Regions from separate parts of the Capsicum annuum genome. Here region 2 is linked to region 1. The links are chromatin contacts, called in public Hi-C maps. All regions are on one chromosome and are shown on one strand. Each heading gives the region's core, a stretch centred on a gene start, on an enhancer-like site or on the middle of the called end of the contact. The rest is flanking DNA. Distances are from core to core; before and after follow the strand shown. Region 1 has its middle 7.9 kb from the start of LOC124897175. Region 2 holds the start of LOC107862522 (RINT1-like protein MAG2).

Region 1 (7,919 bases), core at 3,140-5,639:
ACCATAACATGTCATAATTTATCTTCTTAGTCATTACAGGTTATTAAACATATATAACAGTGTGAGTTAGCAAATAGGTAGTGGTTGTTGGTATTGTTTCTTAGCTATTGGATATTTTGGACGTTTTATAGTTGTCGGTGTTTCAAGTTGTTGTACCCATAATTGACTATGCAGGTACACTTCGGCCCATTGAACAATAAGCCCAATCCACCTTTTGATTACTACATTGTGTATCCACTTAAAAGCGGGTAGGGCCCACTTCTTTTTGCTCCCTGTTTTCTATATTTATTTCATTTTGTTTAATATAATGGACCCCACATCCTCATTTCAACGAACTATTGTAGCATTTCCTCTTTTTTTTTTTTTTTCTTTTTTCGGTTTTAAACACATCTCCGACACTTGCATGTCTTCCTTCTCTGTGATATCCAGTTATATAGCTTAAAGTAAATTCTTTGATCTCAATCTCTTCACCAAATGGAACTGAAAATAGTTGATAAGATGATCATTGGCCTTTTGAAGATGTTACTTAATACTATAACCTGGATTCATTAGCAGAGTTGATGGTTTTTTTTGTGAACAATTCTTTCTATAATTTGGAGCACCACTGCTGCTTTTCTCTTTGTTGCCCTTAATAGAAGAATCTTTTGTGGGCAGTAGACTAAAATAAACAGCCTTTTAAGAGATAGTTCCTTATACAAAGTAGTGATATTAAGACTCAATTTTGGAAGATCCTATGTATGGGCATATTCCATCGAGTTTAAGTTTTGAAAACGGTAGTGTATAAATATTATACACTATCAGGTAAATTTGATCTACTATTGCAGGTTATTCAATTTCTTACAAAAAAAAGTTTAAAAAAAAAAAGAATTGAGTAACCTGTAATAGTAGGTCAAGTTTACCTGACAGTATAGAAACTTAAATTCTATTCCATATATGTACCTTAAATAGTTGTACTTTCTTACCTTAAATAGGGAGAAGAGTAAAAACTATTCCTGTATTTTTCGTTTATTAGTTTTGTTTTTCATGTTTAAAATGTGACTTATTTCCTTTATGTTTAAAATGTGATTTATCCCTCACGTTAGCTTCAAATCAATCATGTCAAATCTTCTCCTGCTAAGTTTCATAACTTGTAAAGTTTTTCATCATTAAAATAATGATTTTTCTTTTACAAAATTTAAATTTATGGGCCAAGTATTATAAATTAGGAAATCAAATATAATTTAAAATTTCAAATAGTGCATTTTAAAGAATTTGAAATTTGAAATTATGATTTCAAATTGCATGTTCATACGTTAAAAAATATATTTTTCTTTTCTTCTACTATTATAGAAGCACAAATAGCAGGACGACCACAACTTAAGTTATTATACATTGTGTAGTGAAAATTGGAGAGACTTCTGCCTTTAGTTATTTAAATCAAAAGGGTAAACATGTCAAATATATCCTTGAACTATGCAAAATGGAATAGTTTTACCCTTAATATGTATTTGGCTCAAAAGGTCCTTGCCGTTATATTTTTTGCTCAAAAATATCTTTCAATGAGCAAATTAGGTTAAAAATACCTTTCTTGCTAACGGTGGTGCAATGAAAACTGGACAAAATTCTTGCTAACAGGAATATTTTTTCTTGTTTTGGAGTTAGGAGGAATAGTAATTTTGAGCCAAAAATATAATGGTCAAGAGAATTTTTGAACCAAAAACATAAGGAGTCTTACACTGAACCGTTTTGAATAGTGCATGGGTATATTTGATCATTTGCCCCATCAAAAGTGAGGACATTTTCGCCTTTTACATGTGTTCTTTGTGCTGCCGCTCTGCTTGTCGATCACTCTTCGCTTTTCTTCCTCTCTCTTTTGCCTTCGGTCACTCCGAGTTTCTCTCTCATTCTTTTTCTTTAACCTTTACTCTCTACTTCTTGCTTCTTATGGTTTTATCAATAAAAAGAGAATTAAGTTGAGTGTTTCAAAAATAAATCTAACAGGTGAAGGACTGGGTCAATCAACTATATGATCCTTCCGCTTCTACTCAGGTGCCGAGCTAGCTCGGGACTCGGCTCTGTTGGCATGTATACTCGGCTTAGTTTGACCCGATAAAAGTTTGGTCAAAGTTCGGACCCAGTTGAGCCTATTCGGCTTGACTCACTTGGGTCATATAATGATTAGTTTAAAACTATTCATTCATTAATTAATAAAGTTAGAAAAATATAAATTTAATAATATTCTTAATTATAATTAGTTATAATTTAATAATAAATGGATGGTGCTATTTCCGGATGAAGTTCCTATGCTGAAAGAAGCTAAAAAGATACTACGAAGGGAGGCTTTTATTTCCAACTTTGTTGATAGTTTTTATTTGTCAGTGTCCCACAAAAAAAGGGAATTTTTTTTTTTCATATTTTAGTCTTAATATTAATTACTTATTCCTCAAGTATCTTTTAAAACCTAATACTAAACAATAGTACGGTAAAATATTCATATATAAATCACTGAAGCATAGTGTTTATTGTCGAGGGTCATGAACTGTTCATAAATAGCTTTTTCCATTCTACAGATTTTCAATTGCTGTAATCCCAAGTTTGTTTTGAATTGGCGATATATTGTTATAAAAGCAGCTGTTCAGAGACCCTATAGTACACCTTAAACATGTTGCAAGACGTGCCTGATTGGTCGGAACTTCCATATGATCTGCTGGTCTTGATAGGTAGATGTTTGAATTTGATTGTAGACTATATAAAATTCTGCAAATCATGGCACTCTGCAGCCACCAAGAACAACTTTAACAGTGACCTACCAAGAGTTCCTTGGCTGATGTTAGCGGAAGAAGAAGATAATGAGGGAAATTCCTTTCGAAGATTCTTCAGCCTTTATGATGGCATGATCTTGAAGAAGAGGATTCCAAAAGCCAGCAGAAAACGATGTATGGAGTCTATGGGTTGACTTATCACAGTAGGAGCTGACGAGGGTGAAATTAGTCTGCTACATCTCTTCTCTGATGTTCACATTGAATTGCCCCATCAAAATACCACCTTAGATTATGACGATCCCGACGATCACTTGGCTGACTGGATGATGGACCTTTATTCGCAAGGCAGTTTTATCAGCTAGTCCTTCTCATACATCCGATTACGTTTTCGTGGTCATTGAGGGGGGCATGGGGTTCCTCAGTTTCTGGAGACCTGGAGATTTGAGATAGACTAGAGTTGTTTGGGAAGGAACCTATCAGAATCTATTTGTCGATTTGCTGTATTTTAATGGCAAAATTTATACCGTGAATTATTCGGGTGAAGTACTAGTTTGTGATGTTGATGATGTTGTTGGCCCTCAAGGTCATATCATAGCGCAGATACCATTTGAACCTCAAGGAGTTGTAGAACACTTGTACATCCTAGAATCACTAGGATCATTATTTGTAATTTCGCGATATGGTGTTCGAGTTAGGCCAATCGAAGATGATTGCGATAGCTTTCCATTGACGCTGAGGCCGGATGAACGCGAATTGTTGGGGGACGGTGAGTTCACATATGGGACAACAGATTTTCGAGTTTTTCAGGTCGATTTAGTGACTGGCAAAGTGACTGAAACTGAGGAATTAGGAGACATGGCTTTTTTTTTGGGTGCTAATGCTTCTCTTTCAGTCCAAGCTTCTCAATTTCCAGGAATCAAGCCCAATCATATTTATTTTACAGACGACTGTTTTGAATCATACCTCTGCTATGAAGAAGGAGGCGGACGTAGCAGATGGCAGCATCCAGCCGCATTACGATGGTGTTTCCCTCAGTTCGTTTTGTCCTCCTATTTGGGTAACACCAACTTCGTATTAAGTCCTTTATTTATTCTGTTTGTTATGCTATATGTTACTATTGTTTAACAATAAAGTCAAATGCTTTTAATTTAAATAGTTACAGTATCATTTACCTTCAGATCGAACTGGTTGCTGTATCTTTGTTGTTTCATATAATTGGACAAAAGATATTCTATTAGTTGTTATACTTCCTTAATTTTGTTGTATTGGAATGCTGCTAGAAATTGTTCAACATCTAATGATCCTCAACTGGATAGAACTTTGTCTTTCTTCTTCTTCCTGTAACGAACTGAAGAGAAAGAAGGTGCCCAGCCTGATATTGAGACACAGTCACCTTTACTAGGCGGTGTTACCATCTTCTACCTGTCTATAGGAAAAGGAGGAGGGTATAAGATGCTTTCTATTACTACTATGCTTCAATTTAAGTGTTTTGAAACTAATTCTTCAACTGCTTGATTGAATTTCAAATGGGAATTGATTTATTACAAGGTAAAATATAGTGAGTTTTCCGCAGAAAGACCAAAATATACGACGGATGTTTAAAGAGACTGCCATTCTGCTGTTACTTATATAATCATTAGCATCTCTTGCTTGAAACGGTAGAAGCAACAAGGGGAAAAAGAAAGAGGATGTTTCAGTTGATGTATCCTCTAATCCACCTTGACATTATCCTTTGAACCTACCCAGCCCTTAATCCTAGTGACCGATGTTTAACAACGTAACTCTGACCTTGTATGAACTTCCATGTCTTCCTTCTCCGACATATCCAGCTGCAGCTTAAAGTAAATTCTTGAATCTCGATCTCTGGATACCATTGCGCTTTTTGGAGATGTTACTTAATACTTCGATCGACTGGGTTTCATTAGCAGAGCTGATGGTCTTGTTGTGAACATTTTCCCCGGACCCGGGCATAGCGGGAGCTTTAGTTACTCCATCTTTGGAGTGCCATTGCTGCTTTTCTCCTTGTTGCTCTTAAATAGTATTTACACAAGTAGAATTATGATAAGCTAGTAGTGGAATGTGGTTTTATAAAGAATTTAAATTTTGGTGCCCCGTCAGTATACAAAATATTCTGCACTGTCATGTAAGCTTGACTTGCTATTGCAGGTTACTTAATTTTTTCTTTTTTAGTTTTTTATGTAAATAATTGGGTAACCTGCAATGGCAGATCAAGTTAAGTGATAGTGTAGAATATTTTGTGCACTGACGCACATAACTTAAACTCTTTATAAATGGCCCACCACATAATCCTTATTACCTGGAAAACTGCTGGAAGCAAAATTGACCTTGCTGTGAACATGCCTTTTCCCCTAATTGTCGTAATTTCATCTTAAAAGGAAACGTATCAGCTGATTTTGTGTCGCTAAATTGTTCCCTAAGTTCTCTATAATAGAAGAATCTTTTGGGGGCAATAGACTAATATAAACAGCCTTCAAGATAAAAAGCTCCTTATACTACCCTTAGTATTAATTAAATGAATGTCAACGAGTGACATTGATATAGTTAAGCACTGAAACCAAGAATGTCAAATATTTCTCGATTTTTAGATATTGACTTGTGTGTGTGAGGCTCTCATTATTAACAGTAGTCCAAACAAACGGATTACTTAAGGGTGTAGTTGCCAGTTTATGCCTTGATGATACACGTTCATATGTCTAATCCTTCATGCTTTTTCTGGCAATCTTTGTGGAAAATAAGACGAGTAACAATATGGTTAATCTTATAAATTTTTACTGATGTATTTCAAATTATATGATGTAATTTGATTAGGTACAAAATTTATAAAGAAAGAAATATCTTTTGAATTATGATATTAAATAGAGAAAATTACGGCCCCATATCTTTGGTCATCTAGTTTAGGTTTACAAAATGTATACATAGAAAAATTACATAATATCACTATCAGCGGCGGAGTCGAGATTTTCATTAAGGGGGTTTAGAAGTAAATATACGAACTAGTCGAACGGGTTCAACATCTACTATATATGAATAAAAAAATATTTTCAATCATGTAAAAATAGTATTAAAACAGTATAATTTTTCGTCGAAGGAGGTTCAAATGAACCCCCGAGAGCACATGTAGCTCCACTCCTGATCACTACTTAACTTATCATAACTATTTAAAATTTCAATTCTTTTAAACAGTTACACAAATCTTGATTTTACTTTCTCTCTCTATTAAAAGCTCGAATATATCATAGAAGAATGTGATGTATCTATGTAAAATTTGGTGATGTATCTGAAAAAATATAATGTATTTGTACAAAATTAAGTGATATATACGAAAGAGTTTAAGTGATATATACGAAAGAGTATGATGTATCCTTATAAATTTAAGTGATGTATTTGTGTAGACTAAATCAATATTTTTTAGTAATATTAAGAAGAATTGTGATACGGAATAATTAACTTCAAAAAATTGAAATTTATGTAAGTTTTTACAAATTTTTATTTACATAGCATTGTTGTCAACTTGTCATAGAATAAAGAATTTAATGGCCTAAACATATTAATGTATCTTTAGCTAGATTGGCTAAATTAATTTTCTACATTCTTTTAATTTTATATAAATAACATAAATACCAACCCGAAATTAATTACACTCTCTTCTATTTTTTTAATTACTTTACTCTCTCTCCCTATTAATATACATAACATAGTCGATATATACATATCACTCTGTGTATATGTTGGAATTTTGTAACATATTTAGGGAGTTAGATTTTTTATAATATTGAAAACATAAGTTGTGTATTTGTGTAATTTTTAGTTTAATTTTTGTGTATCCTCATTATGACTGGTTACAAGGGTTTCAAGCACGCGTTAATAAGGAGTCGTTGGTATTTTGGCCCTCAGAAAAAATGCACGTACATACATATATTATAAATATTGTATATATTTCTGTATTGACACCCTAAAAAAAAAAGCTAAAATAGTTTCATTAGCTGATTAATGGTACACGAGTGAACATTTAGGGGGATCACATTTAGTTCGATTGATCTTAGCATTTTTTTTCAAATTTTAATTTCTTGATGTTATATTTTACCAGTTACGGCCTACTTTTTATTTTTTCTCTTTATTTTTTGGCTTGTTTTTCTCTATGGTTTTATCCCAAACTTGTAGTAAGAAATTGACATATTTATGTTAGTTAAAGAAAAAATTATTCATATAATTAGTTAATATCCTAAATAGTCACACAATTTATGACTTTCTCTCAGAAAGTCACTTAACTTTAATTATTTCTTCAAAAGTCCCTCAGAAAGTCGCTCAATTTTGAGTTGAGCAACTTTTAAAGTAAAAATTGAAGGTGGGTGATTTTCTAAGAGAAGAATACAGGTTAAGTGACTTTTTAAGTAAAGATTAAAGTTTAGTGACTTTCTGAGATAATAAAGACACAAGTTGGTTAACCACTTGATATAATAACTCTTCATGTGGTGACGCATCGACACATTTAACTTTTGAATCCACTTCTATTAATAGTGTGATTTAGCAGCGATTAGCATGGCCGTAGTTTGTATTGGTGTTTAATACTATTGTATCCTTCTTTTCAGTGGAGCTAATATGCCAAACAATTTTCATATATCAGTCTCGTTATGTTAGTTAAGGTTGATTTTTTTTCTTTTTGGTAATTAAAATTTTTATTAATCACCAGTAATGCTTAACAATACAGGGCGTACAACACATCCTGCCTATCCCTCTCAACTTGCCTATACTACCATAAAACCTTCCACTTACTACTTACATCACTTGATTGAACATGACAATTCAAAAAACTTCCTATTGAAACTAAGTCTAGTACATAAATTTATCTTTGCATCATGCAGAATAGCCTCTTGATTTTGTACACTCATTGAAATACCCGTGCAATCCTCTCTATCCACACCTTATGTATTACCACATCTAATCCTGCTTTAAGAATGGACCCCACGTCTTCATTCGTCTAGCTTGGATATTCACCCGTTGTCATTCCTCATTCCAGTCAGCTACATTATGTGAGCCACCTATCCAATTGGTGATTTTCCTAGTAAAAGGATAATTAAATTGTTGCCAGATTTCCCTAGTAAAAGAATAATTAAAGAAAAAATTTTATCATGCATTTCATACGCCGTGACATAGTTG
Region 2 (7,919 bases), core at 3,596-6,095, 35 kb after region 1:
AGTGGGAAGCTTTTGATCCCATTCGCTGTAGGTGGATGCATTTGCCAGCAATGACATCAAATAATTGCTTCATGTGTTCTGACAAGGAATCGCTGGCGGTTGGTACTGAACTTCTTGTCTTTGGAAAGGAAATTGAGTCCCATGTTATCTACAAATACAGCATCGTGACCAACTCATGGTCATCTGGGATGAAGACAAATACACCTAGGTGCCTCTTCGGCTCTGGAAGTCTTGGGGAAATTGCAATCGTAGCAGGCGGTTGTGACTCAAGGGGCAATGTACTAAGCTCTGCAGAGCTTTATAATTCTGAAACAGGAACATGGGAGGCTCTGCCGAGCATGCATGAACCAAGAAAATTGTGTTCTGGAGTATTCATGGATGGGAAGTTCTATATAATTGGTGGGGTTGGTGTTGGCAATTCAAATGTACTTACTTGTGGCGAAGTGTATGATTTCAAAGCAAGGTCTTGGGCTCTGGTACCTGATATGTTCCCAGCACGTAACAGAGGAGCTGGAGCTAATGATGCTCCTGCAATAGCTCAGGCACCTCCACTCTTAGCAGTTGTAAAGAATGAGTTATATGCTGCTTATTATGCTGAAAATGAAGTTTGGAAGTATGATAAGAGAAGAAACTTATGGATTACTATAGGAAGATTGCCCGAGCAGGCGACCTCTATGAATGGTTGGGGGCTAGCATTTAGGGCATGTGGAGATCAGCTCATAGTTATTGGAGGACCTAGGTCATTAAATGGGCGATTCATTGAGATTAATTCTTGGGAACCTACAGAAGGCGAACCAAATTGGAATTTGTTGGGGAGAAAACATTCAGGAAGTTTTGTCTATAATTGTGCAGTGATGGGTTGCTAAGGTGTCTTAGTTTGGATAGGAGGACCGAAATCTGTATGATCTCCTCTCTGCATTTAGATTCTCAAACTCACTTGCTTACGTTTGATCTTTTGCTGCCAATTTGTATCTTTGTCAATTGGTTAACGTGAAAAATTCATGATGTGTAGAAGTGACATACAGCAATAAGTTGAAACAGAGGTAAGGTTCTAGTTTGCCATGAAGATTTGAAAAATAGGACTGAAAACATAAGCGGAACAGCGTTGTAAATTGATAATTTAAATTTCATTTATATTTTAGTTTTTCGTTCTTCCATGAAACTGTTCGTTTGTGCTTATGCATTGTATTTTCTCCGTCTTTCCAGCATTTTATGCATGCAATATAATGTTTTTTGGGTAGAGGTGTCTATCATGTATTCTTATTAGTTACTTAGTCTCATGCTGCCCGCGAAATGCCACAGTGTTTTTTCACTTCTGTCCCAAAAAGGTATCCCTACGAATGGCGCTGTTGTTGATGGGTATTTATATGCTATAATGTCACATGAACCTTTGATTTCTGTCCCGCTTTCATGGTAGAGGTGTCTATCATGTATTTTCTGTGCTACTATAGTAGGTCGAGTATTTCTGTGGTTCTCTTTCTTTATCAATAGATGACAGCATCGAAAGCACAAGATAGTATTTCCTCATTTGTCCAAGTTTTGGTGGACAAGCACTTGCATTGGTGGGATGATGGTAGATATCATATATATTTTGTTATATTAGACGAGATGTGTGCAGGCTAACTCGAACACCATATTTGTTTGGAAAGAACAATCTCTGCAAAATCACGTCCTCTATAATCCTGAAGACTGTGAAGCATGGTGGGTACAGATTTTTGTCGTTCAAAGTACCATTCTGTTAACTATCAGAGATCCCATTTTGTTTGTTAGAGTACCTTTTATTTTGGGGGTCTCCCACAGTAGGTGTCCCTACCCATTTTAACTTTTTTTTCCAAGCAGGGTAAGGTTGAAAATCTTTGTGCAGTCAGTTCCAACAGTGACGCTGGGAAAGTTTTCAGAAACAGGCCTACAATAATGTGTGCAACTTTAACACTGCGCTTGGATTCATGGACGAATTCTGGAAAATTCAAAATTTTTGCTTTACGCTGAGAGGTCGTTTGGTACACTGGATGAGATAAGTAAGGATATCTGGGATATTCCATGGAATTATTTTATCCTTCCCTTCACATGGGATAGTAATCCCACCATTTTAGTACAAATGGTGGGATAAAATTGTTCAGAAATTAAGTAATACTTTATATCAAACATGGGATGAAGTTAATCTCAAATTTTATTGCGGAATTATTTTTTTATCCGTCCTACCAAACGACCCCTAAATGTCCTACTACTTCTAAGGGATTATCAATAGAGATAATCAAATGTCACTAGTGTCGGTTCTTGCATATCATTCCAAGTCATAGTAGATTTTCTACCATTGACCAGAATTCACTAAACTAAACCAAATAAAAGAAAAGGAAATTTAATATGAAGTGTTAGCTTTACCTAAAGCAAATATCGAGATCCAAAACAATTTCTTTTTATGTTATGTTTGTTAAAAAAGAAGTGGGCAACGCTAAAAAAAAAATAGCAATAAACAGGAAAAAAATATGAGTGAAAAATTATGAAAATGAGAAATATGAGGCAAGACTCGATTTAGATAGTCAATAAGCCACTAGACTGCTCGCTATGCTATTCATGGGTTTGAAAAAGGTCAAAAGATCAAATCACAAAGTCTATTATACATGATTTTATTTTACATTTTTGCAAGATGTTATTTTAATGTTTCATCAAAAATAAAAGAATATCATAGTGAGAGGAATGCAAGAAAATATTTCGCTGTTACATGAAAATAGAAGAATATCATAGTGCAAAGAAGTGACATCGAAAGATATGACATCCCATTTTCAATATCGCAATGGCTTTTCTCGCAGCTTTCTTCTATGCGTACATTATATATGCAAGTTCCCTTTTATTTTTGATAATACTTTTATATATTGAAGTATTACTCTCTCCCTTTAAAAAAGAATGATCTAATGTGAATTGACACGAAATTTAATAAAATAAAGAAGATTTTTGAATCTTCTAATTTTAAATTAAAGATATGCTAAATATACCAAAAAATCCTTCAATCTTGTGATCTTAAACATATCATGAAAAAAGTTAAAATTAAATAGTTGCAAAAAAAAAAAGGAAAGGGGTAATGCTTTTTTAAACAAACTAAAAGAAAAACAGATCATTCTTTTTAAAACGGATGGAGTAGTATATAATTTTATACCATACGGCAAGGAAAATAGACTACAATCTATTTGGATGGACTTTATATTTTTCGTTTTGGGAAAAGATTCAAATATTTTAAGTTTGACATAGATAAACCAAACTTATAACGAATGAAACAGATAGCCATTTTCAATAGTTCATATTTGAGCCTTTGCCCTTTTGTTTTTTTAGCTTAAAATAAATTTAATTTTTTTTTTTATAAATTTTAATCAAACACTATTTTATAGTACCTAAAATTTATTTCGACTTCAAAATTATTTTAACTAAGGCAGTCCAATCAAGCAAGGATTATTCTTTTTTCGAAAAAGGTATAAATATACCCTTGAACTTTGATAAATGGTATATATATACCCTCCGTTATACTTTAGGTACAAATATACTCCCGCCGTTAATGATTTGGTACATATATATCCTTCTCATTAACGGCGTGCCACGTGTCGCGATCCTAATAATTTATCCATTTTATTTACGAAAAAGGTACAAATATATCCCCGAACTATGATAAATGATACATATATACCCCAGTTATACTTTAGGTACAAATATACCCCTACTGTTAATGATTTGGTACATATATACCTTCTCATTAACGGCGTGCCACGTGTCGCGATCCTAGCAATTTATTCATTTTTATTTATTTTATTCCCAAATAATTAATCCATCCTAACTGATCCAAATTGAAGCTTCACGCGTGTACGCCTAAAGCTTCTAAGAGCTGCAGAAGCAAACAGGGCAACAAATGCTGCCAAAATATTTATGCGAGAAAATTCTTACTTCATGATGACTCTTGGAGGTTATAACGTAGTAAGAAATCAGATTCTGGTGAGGTTAAATTGAATGTGTCAATTTTTTTTCTCTGTAAACTATTCTGTATGTCAATATATTCATACTCATGCATATTAATCTTTCATTCTTCTTGATGCATACTTCAAAACTCATCACAATTTGCAGATTATATTAGTTGACTTTGTGCGAGAGTATATGCCAAAGACTTCAGGTGTAATTGAACTTCAAGATTCTAATGAAAAAAAGTAGAATGTCCGTTGCATCAGGAGGAAAATGCGGATGACTTTATGCAAAGAATGGTCGAAATTTATTAGGGATATCAGTTTAGTGGTAAGATACGCATTTGTAGGGTTAAAATGCCTTCAGATTTGGTTCGTCGCTGCCATTTGCATCAATCCGCCGTTCAATTTTGAGGCTCAGAAGCTTTTGGCATAAACGCGTCTCTTAGAAGCTTCAATTTGGATCGGGTCGGGTTGGAATGTAATGGGTCGGGTAGTGGATTTTTAATTATAGTGGATTAATTATTGGAGGGTAAGATAAATAAAAATGGGTAAATGGCTAGGATCATGACACGTGGCATGCCGTTAGTTAAGAGGGCCCATATGTACCAAATCATTAACGGTAGGGGTATATTTGTATCCAAAGTATGACGAAGGGTATATATGTACCATTTATCAAAGTTCAGGCGTATATTTGTACCTTTTCAGTATAAAAATGGGTAAATGGCTAGGATCGTGACACGTGACATGCTGTTAGTTAGGACGGTATATTTGTACCAAATTATTAACAGCAGGAGTGTATTTGTACTAAAAGTATGACGAACGATATATATGTATCATTTATCAAAGTTTTTTTTTTTGTTTAGAACAAATATAATGACGAAGTTGCCCTTATGTTAAATTCCCATTTCAGCGGCCAAATCAGAATTAATTAATTCCGCAAAAAGTCAAAACCAAAACCCTCTCCGATCCACCGAAATAATCAGCAAAGCATCTTCTTCCCTAGCTGTGTTCCAGTTGACTTCAACTTTTTTGGTTATAGGGGCTTGCCTGTTGGTGCTGTTTCACATTTCAATTCCATGTATTCCAAGTCTCAAAGCCGTTAACTGCACTGCACTTTACATTGCAATTTTGATTCCTTTTTTTTAATTAATTATACATCCGAATGCATTAATAAATGGATCAGAAAATTCGAAATTTACCTCCGCCATCATCTCTCTCCGCCTCCGTCGTTTCTTTCCTAAACGCGAAGATTAATGCGAAAGAAGACCTTGAACAGGCTCCGGTTCTTCTTTCGGAGCTCCGAAATCAGTGTCATGTACTCGATCAAAACCTTTCGGATCTCAATGCACAGCTCCGGAACTATTTGATCAATCACGATTCCCGTTCGGAGAAAACTGGTGCTCTTCTCAGTGATATTGATGCCAAATTAGGAGATCTTCACTTAGCTTCTTGCTCTTCTTCATCAGGTACACCTGCCATTTTTTTATTTATAACTGTAGTGTTGGGACCAGACAGATGAGAAGAAATCAACTACTCCCTCTATTCCTTTTTAATTGCTCCCTTTTCATTTTTAGGGTCGAACACTATAAATTTTGACAAACATTTTAAGTTGCATTTCTTAATCAAATTGGAAAAAGGAAAATTGTAATTTATACTACTTTTCGTGTAGTTTTTGAACATCTAAGTTTCAGTTTTAGAAAATCAAATTAATCTAATCTAATTTTGCGTTGAAACTAGTCAAATTGACTCATGGAAAACAAGGGGAGCAATTAAAAAGGAATGGAGGGAGTAATGTTTTTGTCTCTGTTGGAATTTGAACCTGATATCTCATAGACTTGCCAATTTGTTATTTATTGCTTTACTTTTATGTGCAATTTCAAAAAAAATATATAATTGTCCTTTGTTTGCCTAGATGGAGGATCAGGGAAGGTACTGGGACAGGAGCTACCGGCATTGGCTAAGGAGGTTGCCAGGGTTAACACTGTGCGAATGTATGCAGGTGAGTTCACATTTGAAAATCTGTTGAACTTTTCTGATCTCTATGTTTTCTTATGGATTGAATTTCTCACTTTGTCCCTAACACATAATCTGAAATGCATTGAGTAAGTAAATTCAGAGTTCAACAAGGAAGAAATATGTTTCATTGTGAATCTATTGGGGAATGAAACAGTAGCCTTTAGGTACATTGCGAAGAGATATCAGATATCAGTTTTGTTCTTGTATCTAGCTAGTTTAACGTTGACAAATTCTGCCACATTATTGGACGACTGATTCAAGACCTTGTTGCAATCTTGTATATCTAGGCTATGAGAGACCAAGCTAGCTTGTTTTACCAACTCTAGATATTATAGCCATGACAAGACATTGAGACACATTTATGATAGCTGAGTATCTAAGTGTCTGGTGGATCCAGAGGAAGGAAATCTCGGTTAGTAGCTTTAGTTATTGGGATACAAAACCGTAGCTGCTATCTTACTTTACGTGTATTAGCGACTGGACACCAACTTTTTTGATTCTGAAGGAAAATACTAAGATAGGGTATATTTAATTTAGGTTGCTCATTTAGTTTTGCAGAATATTAGGTGTTAGGATTACTTATATTCAAAAGGTTATGGTTAGTAGATGTAGCTGTCTTGATCTCTTAAAGAACTTGATGATTTGATGCACATGAATTAATTCAGTTGCTCATTGACATATGAAGATGAAGACTTGGATAAAGTACCAAAGAAGAAGCCGTGGTAAAAATATTGGTACAGTACACTAGCTTGCAGAAGCAATGTCTTTTCGCTGGATTAAGTGCTATATTTAGTGCTTAGGTAGCAGGGACAATTAGACATTCTAGGCTACCACTATTTGATATGCAGCGTTGAAAATCTACGAAGAAGCTATTTTCTCATGTTTGTTTTTAGTTTCAATAGTTCTTCCTAAAGGAGATATAGCAGCGGTTCTTTGGAATATTTGAGTTTTTTCCTTCTAAACTTGGAGAGTTTTCTGCTGTCGGAATAGAGATTTTGATTAGAAGGTAACATTCTGCAGACGAGGTCATTTCTTATCGAGTTTCTATGAATAGCAAAGATCACCATCAGTATGAAATAGAGGGCTTCTTCAGCTTTTTACTTTATTTTAAACTAGAAAAAGGTAATGAGGCATCTTCAAGCTTAGCACGTATCTTTTTCGGTCTATTAAGTTTTGTTGGTATCCGAAATCTAACAATATTTAGAAAATCTCGTCCATTTAAACTCTGGTGCAATCGATGTACAATGTCTTTGAGCTTGACATAAATATAGTGGTACTTTGAACAAGTAAGAGTTTCTTGCGGACTCAATGAATATTGTGACCCAGTTGCTATATGTGCCAACAAGAAGATATTTTCTCATTTTTATTTCACATTTCAAGATGGTTTCCTAAATGATACGGGAATGACAATGGAAACACGAAATCACACTCCAAATCAGTCCACTAATCTTAAGGATTTGAGGACCAAGATGGAGACCACACTCGGATTCGCTACCAACAACAAGAATACAAGATACAAGGGTGTATTTCAACACCAAAACAGCTATAAAACGTGATGAACAATATCAACAACAATAACACAAGCTTCGGATTCAATAAATGACCCAAAACAGTCCACTACACAAGGTAACAACAACACAAGTAAAAGATAGATAGTGAGACCAAGATTATTACAAGATTAAGAACTAAAGAGTGTATTAAACTCAAAAACCCCTAATGAATGTAATAATCAAAACTACACGCTTACGGTGACCGCCAAGGGAATCAACTCACCTCAAGATCCACCGTTTTCAAGCAAAGAACAATGTTAGCTTTTCCAAGCCCTATACTAGAACTACACTAAGTTGGTCTACTCTCAAGAGAGAGGATTTTAAGTGTTTCAATATTTTATCTTTCATAAACTAATGAAAATAAGACTAAAGGAGCCTATTTATAATCTATTACAAAATGAACACAAAA

The links. A called contact is a pair of places that touch in the nucleus more often than the background predicts.
Region 2: a Hi-C map of leaf shows a contact between it and region 1, with 2.5 times the contacts expected there. The contact joins the promoter of LOC107862522 here to the enhancer-like site in region 1. A contact is called at or near these places in 4 of 5 Hi-C or Micro-C datasets (bud, leaf and placenta).

What each region holds. Positions count from the first base shown.
Region 1 is chr3:249,980,987-249,988,905 of UCD10Xv1.1, forward strand. It overlaps the pseudogene LOC124897174. Among protein-coding and RNA genes, the nearest start is that of LOC124897175, 7.9 kb to the right of the region's middle. Within about 2 kb of position 4,390, at least 3 of the 5 cell types and tissues checked have an H3K27ac peak or open chromatin away from gene starts, as enhancers often do. A contact at or near this core is called in bud and leaf, where this site is marked.
Region 2 is chr3:250,015,590-250,023,508 of UCD10Xv1.1, forward strand. LOC107862522 (RINT1-like protein MAG2) reads left to right here and starts at 4,846. Exons shown (of 4, transcript XM_016708126.2): 1 at 4,846-5,410; 2 at 5,857-5,943. The coding sequence starts at 5,119. It overlaps LOC107862521 (F-box/kelch-repeat protein At1g74510), which reads left to right. Exons shown (of 2, transcript XM_016708125.2): 2 at 1-1,157. The coding sequence ends at 866.